Regions from separate parts of the Neogale vison genome. Here region 1 is linked to region 2. The links are chromatin contacts, called in public Hi-C maps. All regions are on one chromosome and are shown on one strand. Each heading gives the region's core, a stretch centred on a gene start, on an enhancer-like site or on the middle of the called end of the contact. The rest is flanking DNA. Distances are from core to core; before and after follow the strand shown.

The links. Hi-C and Micro-C count contacts between places; a contact is called where the count stands out from the background.
Region 1: a contact with region 2 is called in a Hi-C map of fibroblasts, with 5 times the contacts expected there. The contact joins the enhancer-like site here to the promoter of ELMOD2 in region 2. A contact is called at or near these places in 2 of 3 Hi-C or Micro-C datasets (fibroblasts and muscle).

Annotation. Positions count from the first base shown.
Region 1 is chr11:71,669,583-71,674,707 of ASM_NN_V1, reverse strand. All of the region lies in intron 1 of SCOC (short coiled-coil protein), which reads left to right. Among named protein-coding and RNA genes, the nearest start is that of SCOC, 28 kb to the left of the region's middle. Within about 2 kb of position 1,812, the one cell type or tissue checked has open chromatin away from gene starts, as enhancers often do. A contact at or near this core is called in fibroblasts, where this site is marked.
Region 2 is chr11:71,522,517-71,527,799 of ASM_NN_V1, reverse strand. ELMOD2 (ELMO domain-containing protein 2) reads left to right here and starts at 1,876. Exons shown (of 9, transcript XM_044268044.1): 1 at 1,876-1,981; 2 at 3,133-3,287; 3 at 5,212-5,240. The coding sequence starts at 3,146.

The sequences.
Region 1 (5,125 bases), core at 563-3,062, 150 kb before region 2:
GATATACACTGAACAGAATTGAAGACAGGGTCTCAAAGAGATACTTGGACACATCACATTCACATTGTAGCATTCACAATAGCTAAAGGTTGGAAGCAAGCCAAGTGTCCATCACCAGATGAATGAATAAATAAAATGTGGTATATACATACAAGGGAATGTTATTCAGCCTTAAAAAGGGAGGAAATTCTGACATACTACAATATGGATGAGGCTTCAGGATGTCATGCTAAGTGAAATAAGTCAGTCACAAAAAGATAAATATTGTAAAAGATACCACCTACATGAGGTCCTAAAGCCATCATGTTTTGTAGAGACAAAAAGTATTGCAGTTGCCAGGTGCTGAGGGGAGAGTTAAATGGGGAATTGTTTTTTAATGGGTATAGAGTTTCAGGTTTGCGAGATGAAAAGTGTTATGGAGATTGGTTGCATGACAATGTGAATATACTCAACACTACTGAACTGTACACTTTAAGATAGTTAAGATGATAATTTTTTTGTGTTATGTATATTTTATTCTATTTAAAACTAAAAAAAAAAAGCCACTCTAACAACAACAAAAAAGTTGCTTTTAATAGTTCTTAGTCTTTGGTGTTCTGCAGTTTCATCAGGATGTGTCCACATATGGAATTCTTTTTTTTTTTTAAGATTTTATTTATTTATTCCACAGACAAAGGTCACAAGCAGACAGAGAGGCAGGCAGAGAGAGAGAGAGGGGGGGAAGCAGGCTCCCCACCAAGCAGAGAGCCCAATGCCGGGCTGGATCCCAGGACCCCAAGATCATGACCTGAGCCCAAGGCAGAGGCTTAACCCACTGAGTCACCCAGGCGCCACCACATATGGAATTCTTTATTTTACACCTGCTCAAGAGTAAGTGCTTCTTGAATCTGAGCATTCAAATATTCCACAATCCTGAACAATTCTTAGTTATTATTCTTTGATACGGCTCACAACCATTCTCTCTAGTTTCTCTTTCTGACATTCCTACTGGATAGACTCTGGACCTTTCTTATTTTCCATTTATTTAGGTCCTGTGTTGCATTCTAGTAATTTTCTCAAATTATGTATCATAGTTCCAGCCAAATGTATAGTTCTTAATACTTAACTGAAATATTTTTTACATATTCCTTAAAAGGGTTAAGGTAGTAGGTCAGCAAACTGAACCAGAAGTGAAAAAAGTCAAGAAACAGGCAGACACAGGCTCTCCTCTACAACTCAGGAGAATGTGCCAAAGCCAAAACAATATAGTATTACTACCTCGTACTCTACAAATACTAAACCCAAGCCGCTTTGTGTCAAGTGCTAGATATCAATGAACGCTATCAAGCCAGAATGCATTACATCCCAAAGCCTGGCCGCAGCATTTCATTGCATGTATGACCTCGAGCAAGGCATTTACTCTTAAGCTTCATTTGTTTTCTGTGGGTTGCTGTGAGAATCAAAATGAGATAAGGTGAGCAAACGCTGTATATACCAAAGTACTGTTAAGGTATTTTCTCAATGCTAAAATATCCTTAAATGGTCAAGTGCACTACGGATTTAATAATCGTTTGTAAAGGATGAGGAGAGGAACAATCCACTAGGGGTGTACTCAGGAACTTTCCGATTTGGGAAGTGAGAAAAGTTGGAAAAGTCTCCTTTTAGAATTGAGGTAACCTCGGTATTGCACTTGCTTTACCTATTATGTCCACAAATGCCCTTTTCTTAAACTTGAATGATTTACCTCTCCCCCAGCATTTGGTTTTACCAACCTCCTTCCTGACAGCTGTCAGAATTTTCCATACTGGCTTTCTGACCGCAATTTCTCCGGCTCCTGCTGAGACTGAAGAGCGGCTTTCTTCGGACTGGCTTTCTCACGCTTAACTTCGCTCCTGTACTGTCATTGGCTGTTGCTTTTACCGGACCCGCCCACAACAGCCTCAATCCTGATTGGATGCCAACGTCCTTTTGTTATGGAGAAAGGTGGATCATGGGGCTTTGACAAAGGACGATTGGGGCGTCGTACAGCTAATGCGCAGGCGTGTCTTCTTGAGTGGGGATTGGTGGGCCACGGCGCGGGACGGGGAGGGACAGGGCGGGACTCCCGACACGGCGCACGCTCTTTGGGCGCAGAGGGCGGAGCTGCCGGTACCGGTTGGTCCAAGTGTTGGGGCCTGAGGCGTCTTCCCGCTCCCTGCCACTCCTGGCTCCTTCAACGGCAGGTGAGGGCAGTCAAGGGCCGCGGAGGGCCTGGCCCCGGGCGACTGGAGTTGCGACTCCGGTACAGCGCCTGGGGAGTGGGGTGGGGTGGGGTGGGGTGGGGTGGGGGGCGGGAGGGCTGGACGCGGCCCGGCGCACCAGGCGCCCAAGAAGAGCGGCTTCGGGCCTGGGCATTTGGTGGGCGCTTCAGGCCTGACTCCCTGCAGAACCCCTGCGTAACCTTCTCATCTTATTATTGGGTTCCTTTGGGGAGGGGCTGTTCACGTCCGTTAGGCGGACCCCCCGCCGCCTTCTCGCGCCTCTTCTGAGTCGAAGGCCGCTGTCCAGACTCCCACCCTGAACTGGGACTGCAGAGGGATGCTTGGGCAGGATGGGCCTGGCACGCCGGGACTAGTCCGTGGCTGCTCTACGGAGAGCCCGGGAGGTGGGAGGAGAGGACGCCGAGGCGGGGAGGGTGGCGAGCGAGCGGTAAAATAAGGGCTGGCGACAGCTTTCCTGGCGCCGAAAGGAGCTCCCGGCTAGTTTCTACTTGGGCTTCCCTCAAGGATCCTGCCGAGCAAGTTTTGGAGAGTTAGGATTGAAAAGGAGAAAGAGGATGCCTTTGGAAAGGCAGGACTTTTGTTATACAATGTATCCAATCCACTGCTATGACGTAACAATGTTAAGGACCTGCTGTGCTGTGTCCCTGGCGCTGTCTGTACCTGATGATCCAAAGCTATGCTTGTGTATTCTGTGGCTGTACTCGTCGATTAAATTCACTATAGCTAGCCATTCTCTGGGGATCCACCTTCCGTCCCTGTCCTCCTTTAGCCAGTCAATTCCTTAATCTTGTGGGATCTGAAACTGGATTTATCTAGCCAGAACAATGCAAAACTTGAACAGGCCTGAACAGACAGACCAAATTGAAAGTGGATGCGCTGTGAATGGAATAAAATTTATCTTTAGTTGTTTAGTAAAATGTCAAAGGAATTTAACGTCAAAGACTGCAAAAATATTTGGCAAACATAGATTAGGGCTGTATTTTCATTATACAATGGAAAAAACAGGGACTTCATAGTTAGACCTGCTTTCAGCATCTTGGTACAAATGTTGGCTGTGAAGTCTAAGGCAGATATGCAGCCTTTCTGAGGTACAGTACCCACGAATATAAATTACAATGCCCTTCTGTTGATTTGATGAACTAATAATATATGTAAAGCATTTAGTATGTTAATCAACAATGACATTATTTTAGTAGTCTTATTCACTAATAAGTGGATGACATGAAAATCAGTTTTAGATGCAAACAAGTTGGGTGGGTATCAGGAAAAAGTCTCAAAATCTTAGGTCTCAGAGGTGAGCATACCTGTGGTGGTGTGATGGAAAACAACTAGCCTAGTAGTCTTGGCTCTGTCAGTGACTACTTTTGTGATTTTGGGTAAGCCATTATTTGGTCTCTGTTTGTAAAATGAAGTGGCTAGACCAGATGATTTTACCAAAACTTCTTTTTGTGGCCTGAATTAGAGCCAAAAGGTAGAGGAGATAATAGCTAACATTATGAGGTACCATTGAAAGTACCATACATTTCAACTCATTCTTAAAACAAAAATGTGAGGTACATACTTTTATCATTTTATAGATAAGGAAACTGAGGCTGAGATATTAACCTTGCTCAAGATTTCAGAGCTTATAAATAGCAGAGCTAGGATTTAAATCCAGGTAATATAAATTTATGTCCTTTATCACTGTGCTAAACTGCTTAACAGTGGTACAATTCAGGATACTATAAGAGAAGGTAGAGTTCTCCTTTGGTAAAACAGTAGTCTTTGATCACAGAAGTGTGGGCATGGAAAATGGTCCATCGTAATGTTTGTCACACTTCCTGACTCTTGTTCTCTCCGTACTTTTTGCTTCCTGGACTTATACTATCAAAATAATTCTAGATTCTCTTCTCCCCACCAAGGCCAGATGAAGATAGGCACCAGAACGTACTGTAATTTGAGAAAAGCTTTTAAGATCCAACCTAGGCTTAGGTCAGAGTTGACAGATCCTCAAGAACCATATCCATTTTGGAGTGAAGGCAGCTTTAGAATAAACAGATCAGCCTTAGCACCCCACACTCATTTCAGTGTCCTCATGCTAGAGATACTTGGTGGTCTGGATTTTCTTTTTCTTTTTTTTTTATTAAGTAGGCTCCATTCCCAACATGGAGCCCAGTACCAGGCTTGAAGTCAGGACCCTGAGATAAAGACCTGCGCTGAGATCAAGAGTAGTACGCTTAACCACCTGAGCCACCCTGATGCCCCGAAAATGAACTCTTAAAAATACATTTCACATGAAATTGAATTGATGTGATAGACTGAGAAAGTATAGACTGAGAAAAAGATTTTATAGTTGAAAAACTCAGTCTGGTATTAAGTGCATATTATGACAAAGTACCTGTGCTAATGTAGACATTGTGAGGTTTTAGGATTGACTGTATTTTGGAAGAAAATAAAACCTGTGCCTAAAATACTTTGATAAAAGAGCTCAATGAACCTTCTGACCTTATAAAATAAATCAGTCTGTTACTCTAAATTTACTGGAAGACCTTGAATATATGCAAGAATAGCATTTTGAGGCCAGCCTGTTTAATCCTGTCAGAATAAGAAAATTACTGTTTGTCCTTGTTGTTGCTGTGCAGAGGCAGCCAGCAGTGCTCTTGTCTGCTTCATTGAAGAGTCATGAATACCCTTTTGCCCAGGGCTGTCTTAGAGTAGGACAGATTTTGTGCTGTACAGTCATGGAGGCTATCTTACATAGACTGAGATGTGTATAGTGTTCTCTTGGGTTGTGTTACATATCTCCTAGCACTGTCTTATGCCCACCAGGCTTTTGTGCTCTTGCCTCCACCCCAGTTTTCTGTGTGTGTTTCTGAGCTTCATTTTTCCTCTAATAAGCCCCCTCC
Region 2 (5,283 bases), core at 627-3,126:
TAAGAATCTAAGAACACAAAGATTCCTTAGTACTACTCAAAAATATAACCAAACACCATTACACCATAGCCTTTGTTTTCCATTTAGGTTATTTGACAGAACCAGGTGAAAGCACACAGATTAGTTCAGAGACCTAAGTGGGGTCCCACCTTCTCCTTGAAGTCAGAATTCTAATCCCGAGTTAACCATCAGTTAGCTGGCCACATGGAAGAAGAAAGCCAAAGAGAATGAGAAGAAGGACAAAGAGAATGAGAAAGAGAGAAGGACAATCTTCCCTGAGAGACAAGAAGTGCTTAATATATTTGCCAGCTACATACAAATGAATCAGTGAAAATAGAAGAGGCAATCATATGCACATGACATGTTTTACATATATATTTTTTTAATTTGAGAAGAGCTTGTGGTCATTGTTGGGTCTCCTGGCTGGGGCACATGACATCTAAATGACAGTGACTTTGCTTCCAATAAATTCAGTTCAATCAACTTTTCAGGTTTTAACCAAACAGGTTCCCATTACTTTCTCTTGGAGGAAAACATAGACAGAGGTGGACCAACAGGCAGCATGGAGACAAGAAGACAGTCCTCTTTATACTCTGAACTCTCAGCATAGCAAATTTTAAAAGTAGAAGGATTAAGTAATGGTACTACCGGACTATCTCACTTTCAATTATACAAAGCATTTATGTAATAATTGAAAGACCCTTAAATAGAAGTTTGTTTCCACTTCTTAATTTGCCAAATTGGCTGTATACTTTGCCTTTCTGAGTCTTTTCATGTACAACAAAAAATATTCAATGAGATCTTTAAGTTTCCTTCAAGATCTAAGATTCTATGATTCTATTATTATAGGACATGTCCATTTTTCGTGACCACGTTGATTGTTGGTTGCTCCCATGGGGCTTCCGTGTCTAGTGTTTTACAATCAGCACCTTTTGAAAAAATGTTGAAGTGTAGAAAAGTGTGTATGGCTGCTGCCATGTTTGTTAACACATAAGGGGATGCGGAGATTATACAAGTACACACTTGCACAAAATATTCCTGGAGGTATGAACAAGAAAATAATGCTGGTTGCTTTTGAGAAAGGGGACTGAGGGCTCAGGAGTTGTGGGTGGGTGGGGATAGGTTATTTCTCCACGGAAGCTGTCCTTTACTCTTGCTGCATTTACTCTTCCCTTATCCTTTGCTCCTCCAGCCACACTGGCCTTCGTGCTCTTTCTCCCATTTATGAAGAATGCCCCTTTGCACTTGGTTTTCGTGCCTGGAACGCACTTCCTCCAGATACTCGTGGGTTTTGGACAAAGTCCCAACTTCTTTACTCAACATAGCAGAGTTTTTGGTGTTTTGTTTTGTTTTTGTTTTTTGGGTTTTGGGTTTTTTTTTTTTTTTGCCATTTATTAGCCATGGTCAAGTCCTTAAACATAAATGCCGTTTCCTCATCCATAAAGTAGGGCTATTAATAAATACTTCGCTGAATTAATATTAAATGTAGGTGAAAGTGCTTTTGCAACCTTGACGCTATGAAGGTTACCAAAAGTACGCTGTTTCTCCGTGAATTCTTGGAGTTTAGGAGTAGCACACAGTTCCAGGACGCGCAAACGACCTGAGGTTTAAGGCGAGAAGTACGTCCAGAGCGGCGCTTTTGACAGACCAACCTTTGGCACAGGGCGTGCCTCCAGGAAGGCGTTGCCAGGGAAACCGTTGGGCGTCCCTAGAATCCGAGCACGCGCGCCAGAGACTCAGAGCCACCGCATTTTGGCTTTAGCAATTGGTGGAGCTCGGGCCAATCGGAGTGGCGGGAAGGGCGGGGCGGGGGCGGGCCGTGCCCCGGGGAGGGCGTTCCCGCGGCCTCCCTCCCCGACTTCCGGGTCGCGGTGCTTGCAGGGAGTGCTCCGTGGGTAGCGTCGTTTCCGTTGCCGGCTGTTTGCAGTTGGGGAAACCGAGGCAGCTCCAGCTTCCCCCCTAGTTCTTCCGCTCCTGTGAGGTGGCTGCTGTTTCTTTTCCTCTCGGCGGTCGCTGCTTTGGCGCGGCTGCGCTGAGGGCGCGCGAGCTGGTGGAACCCCTCGGTGTACTAAGGAAAACCGTGGGGGTGCCCAGGCCGGCGGGGCTTTGTGCGAGCCGTACTTTCCCACTCGCAGGCAGCGCGCGCCCTGGGCTCGGCCAGGCTCCGGAAGGGGGGCTCCGCGCAGCGACTCCCCGAGGTCCGGGGAGCTCCGGCGCCTCGAGGCTGGCGTTCCCCGCGCTCGGCAGTTCTCGCTTCTTTTGTCCTCTTGAGCGCGGACCTAGGTGGATTCATTTTAAAGTCGCAGTTCTGCCCCCATCTCTGACGGTGGGCGTTGCTTCTGCACTGACCTGCGGGGATTTCAAATTTGACAGTCCCTTGGGCCGGAGTCGAGGGACGACGTACCTGTGGGAATGTTGAAGGCAGGAAGGAGATTAAGCATTTTTATTTTAAAGTAACTTCTCACTGGTATTCCCCCTACCCCACCCCCACCCGCCGCTTCCTTGAGAAGTTCAAAATTTTTCTAATGGCGTCAAGATTCCGCTTTGTCGAGGGTGTAGTTTATTACTCTTCATTAGTGTTTCTGCCCTTCACCTCTTGAATGGAAAATCAACACTTAATAGCCGGGGTGTGATCTACTCTGGGTTCAACTTACATACTTAAGTTTGTAAGCCATGTGTTGTGGTTTTATTCGCTGGAATCTCCTGACTGTAGGACAGATGTAACTGGAATTACACGTCGGGGCTAAGAGCTCCTCGTTATACAAACCATTCAGATGTATGGCATATTTGATTTAATTGTTGCTACGTGGTGTCCCTTTTGTTCTTGAACTGTTGAGCCCCATTCTCAGAATACAGGGAACTGAGAAGTTGAAGCTAAGTAAGTAGTTTGATTTTTACAGTTAATTGCTAAAAAGTGAGAAATTGACTATTTGACCATCCATTATTTTTAAATGATCTAAATGGTATATACTACATCTGTCATTGTTTTCTTACATGCCTAACTACTACTGCAAAGTAGACCCAGTGGAATAACATGATGGATACAATTTGGGATTTGATAAGTCGAAATAACTATTTTTTTTCCATTTTTAAATCTAAGGTCATTAAATCTGTCATAATTTCCTTCTCCAGGATTTTAAAAAAAATGTTTATTTCTTTGTGGGAGTTCTTCTATGGGCACTTTTTTCGCTTTTGGATGAAATGGCTCTTACGACAGATGACTGGAAAATGTGAATTGCAACGAATTTTTGATACCTATGTAGGTGCACAAAGGACACACAGGATAGGTAATGTTATCTGAAAAAGAATAAATCAATTTTAACTCTGAATGAATATTTTTTCTCAATATTGATAGTGACAGATGCACTCATTGTGTATCCTGATCAAGAATCTTCAATTTAGTTTTTTAGTCTTTGAAATCTAGCTTTGAATGATTTCAGTTCTAAAACTATGATTTGATAGAAAAGGAATCATAATTTCATTCCACATCTGTGCAAAAAATGATCTTCTCTGGCTCCTAAAATTCATCAGTTGTACCTTAGGTTATAGTTATAGCTACAACCTATTTTCCAGAGAAAAATCTCTATATTTCTATATCCTTGGAAATTTTCACTTAAATGATGGGGAAGAGTGTCTGAATCTAGACCAGTTTTGTATTCAGCACGCTTATCTGTCTTTTAGTCTTTTATGTAATTTGTGAAAGAACAGTAATAGGTATCTAGTGATCCCTGATGAAGATTATTACAGAGTCTGTACTGTCCAGTGTTGTAGCCAGTCAGTAACCACATGTGGCTCTTGAGCACTTGAAATGTGATTAGTCCTGAATTGAGATGTGCATAAAACCCATCCTGGGTTTCAAAGACTATATGAAAAAGGAATATAGAAATACCACATTAATAATTGTATATTCAGGATATGGTGAAATGATAATATTTTTGATGTATTGGATTAAATACATAAATTTCATGTGTTTCTTTTATTGTGATGTGGTTCCTAGAAAATTTTAAAGTACACACATGGCTCACACTTTGGCTTGTGTTGTATTTCTTTTGCACAGTGGTGTTCTGTTACCTTCTAAAGTTCATCAGCTTTCAATGCTTAATTGAAAATATTGCTTTAAATTAGAACACAGAGGAGTGAGAAATGTGGTTGAGGTGATTACTCTTTGACCAGAGTAAGGAAGACCAGGGATTGGCTACAGTTCATGTTCATTATATTAAATGGAAAATCATGACTTAACTAAATCCTCCTTTGTGTTGAACAAGTGTACTTCAACTAAGAAATCTACCCCTGTGAGATCTGGGGAGTGGGTGTTGGTATCCAAGGCAACTTGCGAAGAATGAGAGCTATAAGGAGGGAGTAAACCTCAGGGCAGCTGGATGATTGAAGTTTAATTACTTCCCTAGTTTTTTTTCACAACTTCGTGGCTGACTTCAGTTACTGCCCGTAGTTCTGATTTGCCCTTTTGGCTGCTCAAAGAACAAAGTACCTCTTGATAAGAAATCTTAGCAGTCATGGTTTATGTTTTGTACTGTGGGGGAAGAACATACTGAGGCATTAATTTGTGGCAAAACTGTTTTTGCTTGAATTTTTCAAATTGCTGAGAATAAAGATACTTAGTAAATGTGCCAAGAAAAAAAATGTTTAAATAGTCTAGTAGAAATGTTCTAGTCATTCTTGAGACAGAAGACAAGAATGGAGAAGCTGCTTTTCTATCTCTATTCAGAAGATAGTTGGCTGTATAATCTAAGTCATTACATGTTTGCCCCTTTGTTGTAAATCAGTCACTGGCTCCTCAAATCTAAATGCTTACTTCGTAAAGCCAACAGATGAAGAAAACGTAGTAAAACGCACTTTCCTTGTATGTTCTTGAGATGAGTTTCTGTGACCTGAGCTATTGTGAGGTAGCCACGAATGAATTTGCATTGGTTAGTAGACACTGGGGATTTGCACAGAAACATGACCTTCAGGAAATTAGAATGGTCTCAACTCTTTGGCTCTGGTGTTGTATTGGGTTGAGGATCTTGGAATCATATCTAGTTCTCTATACTGTGAGGATAACATTTAAAAATGTTTGCTGTATTATACAGGTAGAAATCACATTTTCTAGAACTATTAACTTATTACTGGCTTGATATTTATATTATTTGTTTATGGAGTAATTCACAAACAGCTTTTAAGTGGTAACATTCTTTTTTCTTTTTATTTCAGAAAATTCCTTGACATACTCCAAGAATAAGGTAGGATTATATCAAGGTGGTAGTTCTAGAAAACTCAACCTGG